Linked DNA regions of Mus musculus: region 1 is linked to region 2. Evidence: chromatin contacts called from public HiChIP or PLAC-seq data. All regions are on one chromosome and are shown on one strand. Each heading gives the region's core, a stretch centred on a gene start, on an enhancer-like site or on the middle of the called end of the contact. The rest is flanking DNA. Distances are from core to core; before and after follow the strand shown. Region 1 holds the start of Nuak2 (NUAK family, SNF1-like kinase, 2). Region 2 overlaps Gm29630 (a long non-coding RNA gene).

Region 1 (6,726 bases), core at 2,541-5,040, 51 kb after region 2:
GACATGCTTCATACATGAGTACAGAGCATCAGGAGCCTGAGCAAACCAGAATCCTTACCTAGCCATAAGCCCACCATTTCTGGTGCAGTCTATGTGACCCTGTAGGGACAGGAACTTCATCTCTCTGTGGCTTAGCTTACTCATTGGCACAGTGGGCATAATCATATGGTAGTGTTCCTAGTGAGGAGTGAGTTCATCCGGACAGGCCAGCTAAGGCCAGCACAGGCTGTCACATTCCTTGTAGGACTTGCTAGAATTTTAGCTTGTACCTTTGTAGCTCCAGCTTGCTTGTATTTCCAGAATGCATTTGGGCCCCACAGGTGTTGTATGATCTGACCCATGACATGGAGATTATCATGATTATTTACCTCCAGCTATGCGACTTTCTAGCTGGTGACACTATGCCTAGGATGCTTAGAACTTAGGTCAGCGCAACAAACAGTAGATAGACATTGTAGTCAGTTTCAGCCATGACACAAGCCCTGTTATACTCAATTAGGCCAGAAGAGAGCAGCTTTGAGCCCTCAATTTCCTAGACTACAGGGTTTTAAGCCAGCTCCTTGGAGTCATACCTCCTTGGTTTGGAGAACCAGTTCTAACTGGCTGGTTCCTGTTCACACAATTCCATCAGCCCCTAAGAGGGCAAAGGTCCACATATCCAGGCCTTACTGTCCACCACAGAGTGGGGCTAAGAGCTGACCGAGGGCCATAACTCATCTGAGTTCTGGGAAAAGGCAATTTAATGACCCAGGTCTCTGGCTGGAGGTGGGTGGTGAGCTGGGTCCTGCATCTGCTCTTCTCCCAGAGGAAAAAATGAGATCTGCCCCAATAGTCCTGGGGAGTAGATACTCTTGTGTCCTAGAGACCCCTTATGGTTCTCGGATACACAGAAAACAAATGCATTAGCTCTCTCTGTTCTTTCTCCCTGCCTCTCCATGTCATGCCTAAGACTAATCTATGTCTCACCCACCACTTCAAAACCCAAGTGGCTTCCTCTGAGCACCCCCTGACCCCTGAACTCCTGAACCAGATAAGATCCAACTTTTCTGCCATATACCTGTACTTCACACCACTTTGAGAGGTCTCCCACTTTCTGTCCTAGATTATAGAGGAAGCTTATTTTGTTTTTATCTTCTTTATTTATCTTATTTCTCTTGTTAGGCAGAAAAATTCTCGAGAGTGGGGAACTAATTAGTAGTCATCCCCCTTAGATGTGCCTGATACCTGCCTTACCCATTCCCATCCCATTTCCCCCACTGCACATAATACTTGTCACAGCACATTCAGACTATGGAGTTCAGGAGTTCAGGAATGGATACTTATTCCCGGTGACTGCACAGAAGGCTCATTTTCCACAAGAGTCTTTAAATCCTTGGTTCCCAACCTGTGGGTCATGACCTCTTTAGAATTGCAGGGCCTTTTCTCAGAAGTCACATATCAGAGAGCCCCCGTATCAGATATTTACATTACAATTCATAACAGTAGCAAAATTGCAGTTATGAAGTAGCAACAAAGATAATTTTATGGTTGGGAGGTCACGACAATACAAGGAATTGCATTAAAGGGTCAAGGGATTAGGAAGGTTGAGAATCATTGGGCTAAGTAGTTGGTGACTGGGTGCAAGGGTTAGAAGAAGTGCTTCCTCCTAAGACTAGAGCGTGAGGCAGACAAACTGAATGAGGGTGACTCAGCTCAGCTTAAACGTCCTAACAAATCCTCCAAAGAGCTAAGCCCAATCTTTAAGTCACTGAGCCACATCCCAGGTCCTCCCTACACAGAATGAAAGTTAGTTCTGGCACTTGGTTGTTCTAATCAGTAGTTCTGTAAACAATTGTTGTTAATTTATTTCATATGTACAGCCTTATGCCAGTATGCATTTCTGTGCAGAAGATACATGCTTGATGTCGTTGGAGATCAGAAGAGGGGGCCAGAACCCCTGGTACTGGAGTTATGGCTCTTTGTGGGTCATCTTGTGGGTGCCGGGGATGAAATCCTGGTCCTTTGGAAGATCAGTCAGTGCCCTTACCTGCTGAGCCATCTCTCAGTTCTCTCCATGGTTCTGATGGCTCACTCCTCTGCCTGCAGGTCTGTTTGTTTGCCTCCTGTGTCCATCCATCCATCTGGTCTGTATGAATCCACTGTGCACCTTTATCTGTTCAGCAGTGCCCTGGGTATTGGGGGTGTTTAGGAATAGTGATAAATGTCTAGATTGAGTCTTAAAGGAAACCTTGGGCTCCTCTGAAAAAAAGTCTTCATCTTATGAGGAAATGTTGATACAGCTAGCTAACAGACATGGGTCTTCTAGTAAGCTTTAAAAGCCCTATCTTTAGAAAGCAACCCCAAACTATCCTCCTCTCATCTTGGCTAGGGGCTCCCTCCTCTTTTCATGTCAGTCAGGTCTAGAACCCAGGTCTCCCATCCCTGAGCCTGCTCCTCTGACACATGCTTTTCATTGTCCTACTCTGCCTGGACAGACCCCAGGAACTGACAGACAGGGCGCACAGAGAGCAGACTGGTTGAGCCTTTTCTATTTTCACAGACTACTCAGAGTGGAGAGGCAAGCTGGCAGAAGATAGGGCACTAAACTAGCTATACAGTTTCCATGGACCGTCCGAACTTAGAGAAGGCTGATTCCCGGTGGATGGTCTCTGGCTACAGAGAGCTCCAAGACAAGGAGATACCAGTTATTCCCTCTGAAAAGATTCAAAGGGCAAACAGAAGTAGGAAAATGGGCAGAGAGTAGTTTTTTTTTTAATTTGATAATTGAGGACGTAGTCCTCTTTGATCCTCTGCCAAGTCCTAAAGATACAGCTAGAGATGAGGTCCTGCAGATGAGGGAGGGATGCCTGCCCGGAATAGCTAGAATTAGGGAAGTCCTCTTGTCCTGTACTCTTTCCCTATAGGCCAGTATCTGAATTCCAGGCTTTCTTGCCAGCTGTGTGGCAGAAGTAAACTCACTTTCTACATCGGAAAGGGGGGTCTGGACATAGCCTTCCAGGCCCCTTAAATGCAGCCAAATCTTATGCCCAACCTCCTGCTCTTTTGAAAAAAAAAAAAAATCCACTGGGAGGAAACCCTGGGACCAAGACACTCCTTACAGATTTAGGAGCTCGTGGATGTAAGTCCTTGGAATGTGATGTGCTTTTTTCACAATTTATGGAGATCCACAAGGCCACCACATCTTGAGGGAATCCACGCAACCCTACAAAGTAAGGATTTCCCAGGCCTGTTGGATTCCAGAATCCAATTAAGGTTGGTGGAATCCAAGCAGAGTGAACATGGAGTCAGGACAGCTCTCTACCAGTGCTTAGCTGGCGTCAGTCTCCAACCCATTCCATCTCCCTATTCACTTTCTCCTTTATGGACCTCAAGAAGTTATCAAAAGGCTTTTCAGATTTTGAGCTTGGAAGAAACAATTTACTGCATGTGGAGAAATACTTCGGGACTTTCTAGTGCCCTTAGATTGTCCCTTGCCAACCGAGAACACAGCACAATAGCACAAGGTTGGCGTCATTCAGAGACTAAAGCAATTCAGAGAGCCTTCAATCCTAAAGACTGGCACTTCGGTATTAATTCGGCTCTGCCTCCATTCTCGCATTCCTGGGCCTCGGGTCCAAGTGGGCGGGGCCCCATTCACACCTTTCCGCGCCTAGCCAAGGGGAGGAACGGGGCAGGAGAGGGTGAACCAATGCGAGAGGTTTTGGTCACGAGCCGCCGGCAAGTCGGCCAATGGGACGCAGGGGCGTGGTCAGGACATTCCCCCTCGAAACGTTTTATAGCAATTCGGAACGCGGGGCTTTCTAGCGTGCTCGGGTGCGGCTGTGACCTCTGAGCCCGCGGCTCAGCGCGCGCTGCTACTGCTGCCCGACCCACTCCACCTCGCGGTCCCCGCACCATGGAGTCGGTGGCCTTACTCCAGCGCCCGAGCCAGGCTCCCTCGGCCTCCGCCCTGGCCTCGGAGAGCGCCCGGCCGCTGGCGGACGGGCTCATCAAGTCGCCTAAACCTCTGATGAAGAAGCAGGCGGTGAAGCGGCACCATCACAAACACAACCTGCGGCACCGCTACGAGTTCCTGGAGACGCTGGGCAAGGGCACCTACGGGAAGGTGAAGAAGGCACGAGAGAGCTCGGGGCGTCTGGTGAGTGTCCCTCGCGGCTCCCGGCTCTCGGGAGCTCACAGCGCGTCCCTTGCGGTGTCCTCGGCTGCGTTGCCAGGCGCGCGCATTTTAGATGTGTCTGTCCGTGGTTTTCAGGACAGTGCTCATCTGTCCTGAACCTTAGCTTCACTAGATGCCTGTAGTTTGAGAAGACGGAGCTTAACTTGAATTTTGACGGGAACAAACGTCAACAGAGTAGAATGGAAGGAGGAAGTTGAAAGCACCAGTTCTTAGTAGATGGATGAGGTGTGGAGATCTTTAACTCTGACTTGACACTTTGGGGCCTTTCCAGCCGAAATGAAGCTAAGTTTGGTTGGGATAGGTTTTTATTCTGGGAAATGTAAAAGCAGGCCCAAATGTCAGGTCCACTCCCAGCACTCCAGCCACATCTTTGGATGTGAGGCCTTTGGGGAACTTGCCCTTTTGATTTACGCATGTGTAATCGTAATAATAATCCGTAACTCTGAGCAAGTTCCTCCATCTCTGTTTTCTGTTTCCCCTTCTGCAAAAATAGAGAGAACACAGCCTGTCTCACAAGCTGCTTGGAAAAAATAAGATATAAATGTGAATGCACTTGAGCCCTGATCACAGATCCTGTGTTGAGAATGAATACTCCTATCTGGAAACCTCCCCTTGGAAGGACAGCAAATTTACCAAAAGTTACACAACAATGTTTCTTCCACTCTAGTTCAGTGGGCCTGAGTATTAGCTGGCTACTTGTTTAAAATGTGCAGTCTCTCATTTTCCACCAAGGGAACTATTTTATAAAAGGTCTATAATTCACATTTTCGCAAGGCTCAGAGCAGGTGGTTTAGGGAGAACATTTGGCAGGTCCAGTGGATGCTGTTTGTAAGGGGGTGTGTATGTACAGCCATCATTTGCCCTATTGACTATGGGAATGGTCCCCTCCCCTAATTGTTTGCTTTTGCAGCCAGTAGCTGGTTTGAAATTCAAGAAGTCATTTCATTGGTGAAGGAGAGTGGATGTTGGAGAAAGGAGTGGATTATAACCCCATCAATAGGAGCAAGTATGTTTTTCCTGCTAAGGCCTGGCACAGTCCCCAGTTGCCCGCTGCCAGGTTACAGTTATTGGGCAATCGTGTACTTCCGGGCTTTCTTTTCTTTCTCTTTCTATAAAGTGCCAGGGCCTCAGAGGCTTAAGCCTTGAGACTTCAGGGCCCAGGCTTTGTCTGGGGGCTTAGCTAGGAAATAGTGGCTAATAGTGGCTTGTGTGCTATGTCGCTTGTTGTAGGAAGAGTGGATTGAGGGAGCTAGAGTGTCTGAGAAACTGAGATCAAAGTTCAGAGTTCACATCAGCTCTTGATTGACACACACACAGAGAAAGAGAGACAGAGAAAGACAGAGAGAGAGAGACAGAGAGAGATCACATTTGATTTTGAAGTGAAGTAAATCAATGACTCTTGCATCAGAACAGAGAAAATCAAAAGGAGCTCTCAGGTTCCCATGTCTTGCTGCATGCAAGGAGCCAAGATCAGCAAATGTGGAGATCCTGCTCTGAAACTCCCCAGCAGGACCACCCAGGATTGCTGTTAAGAGTTTGCTTAGCCCCCCCCCCCCCCTTTCTTGGAAAGCAGCTCTCCGCTGTGCTAATGATTTCTCAATCCTGGAGCAGTGCCCTCATCTCCACCCACCCACCCCTACATCTTAACTGCTTTCCCTAAAGAGACCTATACTTCTGATACTTCAGTGGGGGAGAAGGACATGGCGCTGCTTAGGCCTTGCCCTGAGGAGCTGGGGCTGTTGGTGGTTCCCAGGAAAGCCTCCTGCTGCCAGGAATTTCTCACCACATTTGCAGCTTGCTTCCCATTCTCCTTATAGAGATAGTTAAGCAGGGTCCCATGGGATTATCTGAAGGGAGGGACAGGTGTGTGTGTGGGGGGGGGGGGGGACACACGGACTAATGGCTGCTCCAGGAGGGCATCAGAGGAAAAACAAATATTTGCTCTGGATCTCAGACACATTCCTGGTATCGAAATGACATTTCCTCCTGTGAGTCTCCTAGCTCCCCTGACCAACCCCTAAAGAGAAAAACACATGCCCGGGTCTCACCGAAGCCATTGGTCTGATCTGCATGGATGACTCAGTCACCACTAAGGGGGCCAGAAGGGCACCCATGTGGGTAGTTCTGTGGGGTCACATTGCTTCTGTTCCTTTTACATTTCCAATTGCTCAGTGGGCTACAGAAGATTGAGAAACGACGGAGACAAGCTGCTTCCTTCATTGGCAGATGAGGGAACTGAGGCCCAGAGAGGGGAAGTGACTTGTCTTCTGGCTGGGCAATGGCAGACCTGCAGCAAAACCTCCAGACTTGTCCACCATAAGCTTTGGATGACCAAGTGCTGAGTCTTGGTCTGGAAGTTAATTTTGAGATGAGCCCGGGCTTGCCTCTGAGTGCTTTGTCATCCCATCGGCTAGCTCCAGCTGCCCTCCCAGCACTGCAGGCAATGTTTAGAGTGGGAGACGGCACTGGGAACCCCCATTCTTTGCTGAAGGATCCTGGGTGCAGGAACGATACTATATTCCTGCAAAGTGTCCAATTGTGCTTCCTAT
Region 2 (6,858 bases), core at 814-3,313:
TTTAATCTTGAGCATCAAGGGAGATTGGGGAAAGAGCTTTTGGCTTTAACAGCCTCTATATTACACCAACAAGGGAGAAGAACACCGGACAAGAAATAAAAAGAATCCACATAACACCTATGCATACTCAGTGAAGGAAACACCCCTAAGAAGCTGTGTGTGTGTGTGTGTGCATGTGTTCATGTGCGTGTGCGTGTGCACAACTGGTACTTAAAGGTCAGAAGCCTGAAATCAGTTGAAGGGAAGTACACCCAACTTAGTTTCATGACCTGTCACTGTGTCAATGGGCTGTGTCAATGACCAGCAGCAGCTCAGCTCAGCTTAGCTCAGCTCAACCTGCTCACTGTTGTTTTGAGATAATATCACACACTGATGGCCAGCTATCCTGAGGGTTCAAAAAAAAAAAAATCAGGTTCAGTCATTTGCCTAAATGCAAAATAATTAGTACACATAGTGTTGTGCCAGGAAAATATTAGTAAGCCAATCTGATGCAACTCACAGCAGGGTCTTTATTCTATTCGAGCTAGCTTGCTCCCCCAACCTCCAATGCACCACCATCACACAGGATGGTTTTGGTGGTGGGAGAGCCCCGAATGTCTATCAGGGCAAGGCTTTATAGTGAGCAGCAAGCAGGGAATACTTGTGCAAACATCTAATTGGAAAGCTCCTGTGGCCTTTAACATAATTGGCTGGTGCTGGGAGTCCTAACATAAACTTAACTTCTGCTCCCCTCTTCATTGGTGGTCATTAGGCAAGGGGTGGGCTTGTAACCTGGGGTGCAGGTTTGTTGGGGGGATAACCAAGAGACACTGGTCTTGTTGGGGATTAGCCTAGAGACTGGAGCTAGGCTCAGGTTTTGTTGGGGGGGGGGGGCGGCAACTTGGAAACTAGTGCTGGATACCAGCCTGTTAGTCTACCTGAGTTCAAACTTAGGTCAGGTTCTCTAAAATGGAGTCTGAATTTAAAAGCTTTGGCATCTCAATAGCAAGTTGCAAGGCAGTCATGGCTCCAGAGTGAGACCCTTATTTGAATAATAATAATAAAAAGCCAAATGAGAAGAATTGGTGAAGGGATTCGAATCACATGAGACAGACCCAGGACAAAAGGCCTCAGTCAGAGTGGGGTCTAGCTGATTATTATCAGAGTTAGTCAAGTGGGCCTTGGTGAAAGAAGGCAGTGGTAGATTCCATTCCAGTCACAGATGTTTCTCAGCCCTGTTGTTCCTGGAGGTGACTGCAGAACAGAAATACCCAGAGCGAAGAAGACAGCTGCAAAATGGCGACAGGGATACCGTTCCTTTCCAATAATAGGTCAACAGCAGGCCCAAGGGAGGAGTTGGCAAAGAACGGCCTGCAAATCCCTGCTTCTGAGCCAGATTGGTCAGAGCACAGGATGTATGGTATCTCCAGACCTCAGGAGAGGTCATATTTGGACGGAGCCCTCACCTGAGGGGTCTTTCCCTCTCTTCAGGAGGCAGTGTCAGAACTGAACTAGGGGACAATCAGCTGGTGTCTGCTGGGGAGTGTGGCATCAGAATTGCTCAGTATGTGAGGAGGAAACTCATTTATCAGGTGTCAGAAGAGGCACGGTTTGTGACAGTAGAAAAAGACACCTTGGGTTTTCCCATCTTCAATAGACGCTGAGAGGACTCGGGCTAGAGGGAGGTGGGGGATAAGTTTCTCAGGAGCGGAGTATGGTGAGACTGCTTCCCAAGGAGAGAACCTGTCTGTGCAGGACACCCAGAGATACAAATTCAACAACTAATTTGCAATCCTGTGCTCTTGTGATAAAGTGGCAAACAATACCAACAGCAGACACAGCTCCTGCTCTTTTTTTCCCCCCTTGGTTTTTGTTTTTTTTGAGACAGGGTTTCTCTGTATAGCTCTGGCTGTCCTGGAACTCACTTTGTAGACCAGGCTGGCCTCAAACTCAGAAATCCGCCTGCCTTTGCCTCCCAAGTGCTGGGATTAAAGGCATGCGCCACCACCCCCGGCTCACAGCTCCTGCTCTTAAGGAACACAGCCCGGTGCTGGGATGGAGAGGTCAAGAGTCAGTTACAGATGCTGAGTCATGTCCTTTGAAGATGGCACAGGCTGTCTGGAGATAGTTACCACAGACACTGGGTGTGGGAACTTCTTGAAAATGACGTCATGGTTAAGGCAAAGGATGAGTAAGAGTCGGTTCAAAGAATGGGGAGACCATGGGTGAGGTTATAAGAGAACTCAGCCTGGTGCAGCATTGCTATAGCCCTACCAGTGACACAATGGCGACTGAAGGATCAGAGGGTAGAGTGACAGAGTCCTAAGCAATATGGCTATCAGGAAAGATTCTGCTCTAGGAGTCTTAAAGGTCATTGTGGTCTACATCAGGGTAAATTGGAACTTGCCAAGGCATTAAAAAAAAACTTTCTAGAATCAACTGTACCAGGTAACACTCAGCAAGGCTCTGAGAACCCAAGAGCAGAGGCAGGAGGATTGCAGTGAACCCAAGGACATCCGGGGTTATGGTGCCTGTCTCTCTCGGGTTGTCTTCCTGTTAGTTTCTACTGCCACCCATGTAGCTTGAGAAAGGAGGCTTCTAAAAAGGGGCAATCCCAGGAGCTGTAGCTGAAAGTCTGAGGGATTTGGGGAGCACGAGTCAGTTCTTAGAGTGTGGGGCTCTGACAGTTGCCAGGATCCAGGAGCTGCCCATTCAGCGTGTGTGAGAGGCAGCACTGTATGCAGAGAGGCCTCAAGGGATCCTACCCAGTGGCTGTGACGACTGCTGAACAGGCGGTAGTCAGATCCGGGGGATCCCAGAGCCAGCAGCAGCATTGTGGCAACTGAGTAGTATGTACAGGGAGGTGGACAGTGCATCCCTGTAACTCCTCAGCAGAGGGAACGCTAAGAATGGCTCTGTCTTGGATATTTACAAGGTGCCCATGTCTTTTACAGCCCTCCTTTTCAGGCTCTGTGTGATGGTTTGCATATGCTTGGCCCAGGGAGCAGCACTATTAGGAGGTGTGGCCTTGTGGAGTAGGTGTGGCCTTGTTGGAGTAGGTGTTGAAAGGAAATAAAACTCGAGACCTGTGATTTATGTAATGTATGTCAAATAGCCCAAAGAGTTGTTTGTGAGCTTTGAAACCTGGGGCTGAGAACATAGCAGAACAGACCAGGACATGCCCGGGCAAGCCCATCACCTCCCTATCTCCCACCCCTCTGACCTAAGTTAAATGTTACAGGCTCCTGATGTTTAAATGGACCAATCATGTGAAACCGCGCCAATTCCTCCCCCAGCCCCACTCCTTTTCTATAAAAACCCCTAGCTTCCAAGCCTCGTGGTCGAATCCACTGTCTCCCGTGTTAGATACATTTCCACCCGGAGCTCCGCCATTAAAATACCTCGTGTTGTTACATCAAGGTGTTGTGTTCTATTCGTGATTCTTGGGTGCAAGCCGAATCGGGAGCTGAGTGGGGGTTTCACCACTAGGTTCTTTCAGTGTGACCTTGTTAGAGTAGGTGTGTCACATTGGACATGGGCTTTAAGACCCTTGTCCTAGCTGCTTGGAAGCAAGTCTTCTCCTAGCTGCCTTTAGAACAAGAGGTGGAACTCTCAGCTTGTCCAGCCCCGTGTCTGCCTGGACACTGCCATGTTCTCACCTATCAGTCCATGATAATGGACTGAACTTCCGAACCTGTAAGCCAGCCCCAATTAAATATTTCCTTTATAAGAGTTGCCTTGGTCATGTTGTCTGTTCACAACAGTAAAACCCTAACTAAGACACTCTTTTTTTCCCTATTGATTGGACAAAATATGCAGGTATAGAGCATACTGATACCCTAGAATCTAGTTCTTCATCCCAGATGCCACCAGGCTAATGCAGAGAAGACCACTTTCTCCACTGCTGTCCTGTCTCCATGCTATAACAATACAAGCTACACTTGTGGAAGTTGTTCACTTGTTTGATCTTTTGAAAGGAAGAGAAAGTTCAAATAGGGAGGTGGGGTGGGGGAGAACCATACACTAGATGCTGAATAGGTCATGCCTAGAATTCTAGGCAGAGGAAAAGTCTAACCTCGGTCAAAAGGGTCCCCTCCCAGATGCATAGCTGCCACCAGCCTCACTTTCCTGTCATGGGGGATCTTCTGGAGGACACTACTTTCAGAGTGACTCTTTAAAGTCACGCCCTTCTGAGGACAGTGTCTCAGACTCCTGGTGCAGCCCTATAAGAAAGAGGCATTTGCCTCATCTCAAACAACACAGCACACAGAGCTTCCTCCTGCTTCTCAGCTGGGCAGTGTGTGTTTCTAACTATGTTCCCCACCCCGCTGCATGCCTGGAGTCCAGTTGCACAACAAACAGGACTTAAGTGCCTCTTGATTCCAGAGAGTCACCAACCCTGCCTTCTCACCTTTCAGCTACGCAATGACCCTGAAGAAGCCTCGGCATTGAGATCTTGAACTTTGGCCAAATAAAATACCAAGGCAAGGCTTCTCCCTGGCTGTTCCGTATGGAGAAGTCTGTTTTCTTAAAAACAAAACAAAGTGAAAAACAAACAAACAAACGGAATGTGCTTTCATTTTAATCCCAGGTGCAGGGACTGCTCAGAGCAGCTGACTAAGGCTTGCCTTGTGATTTTTGCCAGCTGTAGATAGTTTCTGCAATTGTGTGATGTTTGGAATTCTGGGAACTTTTCAGAGGGTATGTAAGTGCTAGTCCTCCCCCCACCCCCACCTGCACCCTCATCCCCCACCCTCTGCCCTCCCGAGGTGGAGTTGGTGATTGGTGATTGGTGGTTTTTTGTCAGTGGTTGCTGGTTGGTCATGGTTTGTTAAGTAGTCATGCAGAAAGAAGAAACAACAAGAAATTAGATATCCCGATAGCAGGAAGTAGTCTTATGATAACATTGCCCCCTTTCTCCTCTGTCCTTGTTTCTCTCCTATCTAGTGTCAAGGGACTGAAAGGTGGAAAGTGGCGGAGAAGGGTGGAAGAAACAAGCACCTACAAAGTAGCAAAAGGCAGCTACAATGTTCTCAGTAATAGGGAAAAATCAGCACTCCGGTTTCTTCTCTCCTTACTCAGCAAACTCCTAAGTATGAAGGGCTTTTATTTTTATTTTTCCAGTTTTGACTGCCCCACTGTGTCCTTGCAAACCTGGCTCCTTGGGTGGAAAACTCTCTCAATAGTTACTCATCTCTTTTCAAGCCTGGCTCTGCATTCACTCTGGAAAGCACCTGCTTACTTCTGAGCACGTCCCAACGCAAACAGACATTTGAAGCCTCAAGACTATGACCCAGATCTTGCCTCTTATTTGTTCCTTTGAAGAGAAGTCCCTAAAATGAACAAAAGGCTTGCAAGACATTCTGGTGGCCTCCATCCTGCAGCCTTAGCTTGGGACAGGCTGTCATCCCCAGGGCCTTGGTTGTGTTCATGTCTGTAAAGGTCACTGCTTCTGCCTATCTCAGGGCCACAACTGCCACTCAGTGATTTCCAGGATTGGTAACAGGTGCAGGGTATACTGGCTGAAGTAGCAGAATCCAGTTCATTGCACGTCACACGGGAACCCTGGGCTGTGTTCTCTATATAGAGCAGGAGGCCTGTTCTACAGTGGGCTGTACTGTTTACATCTTTATTCAGCCAGTGTGCATGCAGGATGCCAGATGGAAGAAATTCTTAAAGGCTCTATTTTTGTTGTTTTCTTTTGACATTCACAGAAATGCTGTGCTACCAACTTTTTAAAATAATTGGTTAAGGACCGCGTTATTTTTGTTGCCAGTCATAAATAGAGAGGTGCCAGACCACATTGTCCAGATCTATAGAGGTTGCTGGTGAGCCTCGAAATTAAGAAGGGTTATTTGTGTTTGCAGTGCTGTTTTATTTTAATCTTCCTCTTCTTCCAACCCTGCCACCCCCACAGCCCCCTGAGGGGAATTCTTGTGGAGCGGCTGGGGATGAGGTTCGGTGGCAGCAGAGTGTTGCCGAGCATGTGCGAGGCCCCAGCTTCCATCCCTGCAACTATAAGAAAAGAAAATACAACTAAAAAAGGAAAGCCTTGTTGATTCGAGGAACTGAGGTAAAATTAAACTTTATCCTTTTCTGAAGCCAGAACTTTCCCCAAGACTAAAATAGGCAAGTGCTGGGGTGGGGTAAAGTGCTTCCTGTGCAAGCCTAGGGGGCCTGAATTCCAACTCCCAGCATCCACACAGAAAGCTGGGTGGGGCCGGGCACACCTGTAACTCCAGGACTGGGGAAATGAGGACACAGGAGGATCCCAATGGCTCACTGCTCAGCTAATTGGGCCAAACAACTCCAGGTTTAGTGAGAGAGCCTGCCTCAAAAACATAAAATTGAGACATGATACAGAAATATATCCAAGGCCAACCTCTGGCATCTTCTTGCATGTTTGCACACATACACAAGAATATACACACACAGGTACACACTCAGGAGTGTATACCCCACACACTCTGTATACCACACACATGTGCACTTACACAGAAGTGTGTATTCCACACACACCAAGAAAGCCCCTAGCTGATTAGCTGGGAGGATCCCCACAGATACCCAGATGAAAGGAAACCCATCAGTTTGTGTGAAGCAACACTGCCCAAGTAAGAGAAGCACCTGTGAGGAGGGTCATGTGGGGCTTCCTTGCTGCTGGGTACAGCGCAGGGTTATTTCCTTCTTGGTCCTCTGGGTATGAGTAGGAAGTGGAGAGGCTGGGGCAGGGCTGCTCCCCCTCAGAGAAAGACACAAAGACAGCTCCCAAGATTGCTCCTGTGCACCGGTCACCTACGTGCAGCCCAGGCTAATGCATTAATGTCTGGAGAGCCACGGGGACGTATTTTAGGCACTCTGCAGGCATAGATTGAGGACGTT

The links. HiChIP or PLAC-seq counts read pairs in DNA pulled down with a chosen protein or histone mark.
Region 1: a contact with region 2 is called in an H3K27ac HiChIP or PLAC-seq map of embryonic stem cells, with 11 read pairs. The contact joins the promoter of Nuak2 here to the enhancer-like site in region 2. A contact is called at or near these places in 3 of 39 promoter capture datasets (embryonic stem cells, macrophages and trophoblast stem cells), 1 of 15 datasets of contacts at CTCF or cohesin (the NIH/3T3 cell line), 1 of 484 Hi-C or Micro-C datasets (embryonic stem cells), 3 of 115 datasets of contacts at active chromatin or transcription factors (bone marrow-derived macrophages and embryonic stem cells) and 3 of 9 other capture datasets (adipose tissue, liver and pancreatic islet).

Annotation. Positions count from the first base shown.
Region 1 is chr1:132,312,335-132,319,060 of GRCm38.p6, forward strand. It overlaps Nuak2 (NUAK family, SNF1-like kinase, 2), which reads left to right and starts at 3,791. Exons shown (of 7, transcript NM_028778.4): 1 at 3,791-4,138. The coding sequence starts at 3,896.
Region 2 is chr1:132,262,673-132,269,530 of GRCm38.p6, forward strand. It overlaps Gm29630 (a long non-coding RNA gene), which reads right to left. Exons shown (of 4, transcript XR_387388.2): 4 at 5,929-5,994. Among named protein-coding and RNA genes, the nearest start is that of Gm29630, 12 kb to the right of the region's middle. Within about 2 kb of position 2,064, at least 76 of the 459 cell types and tissues checked have an H3K27ac peak or open chromatin away from gene starts, as enhancers often do. A contact at or near this core is called in the NIH/3T3 cell line, embryonic stem cells and trophoblast stem cells, where this site is marked.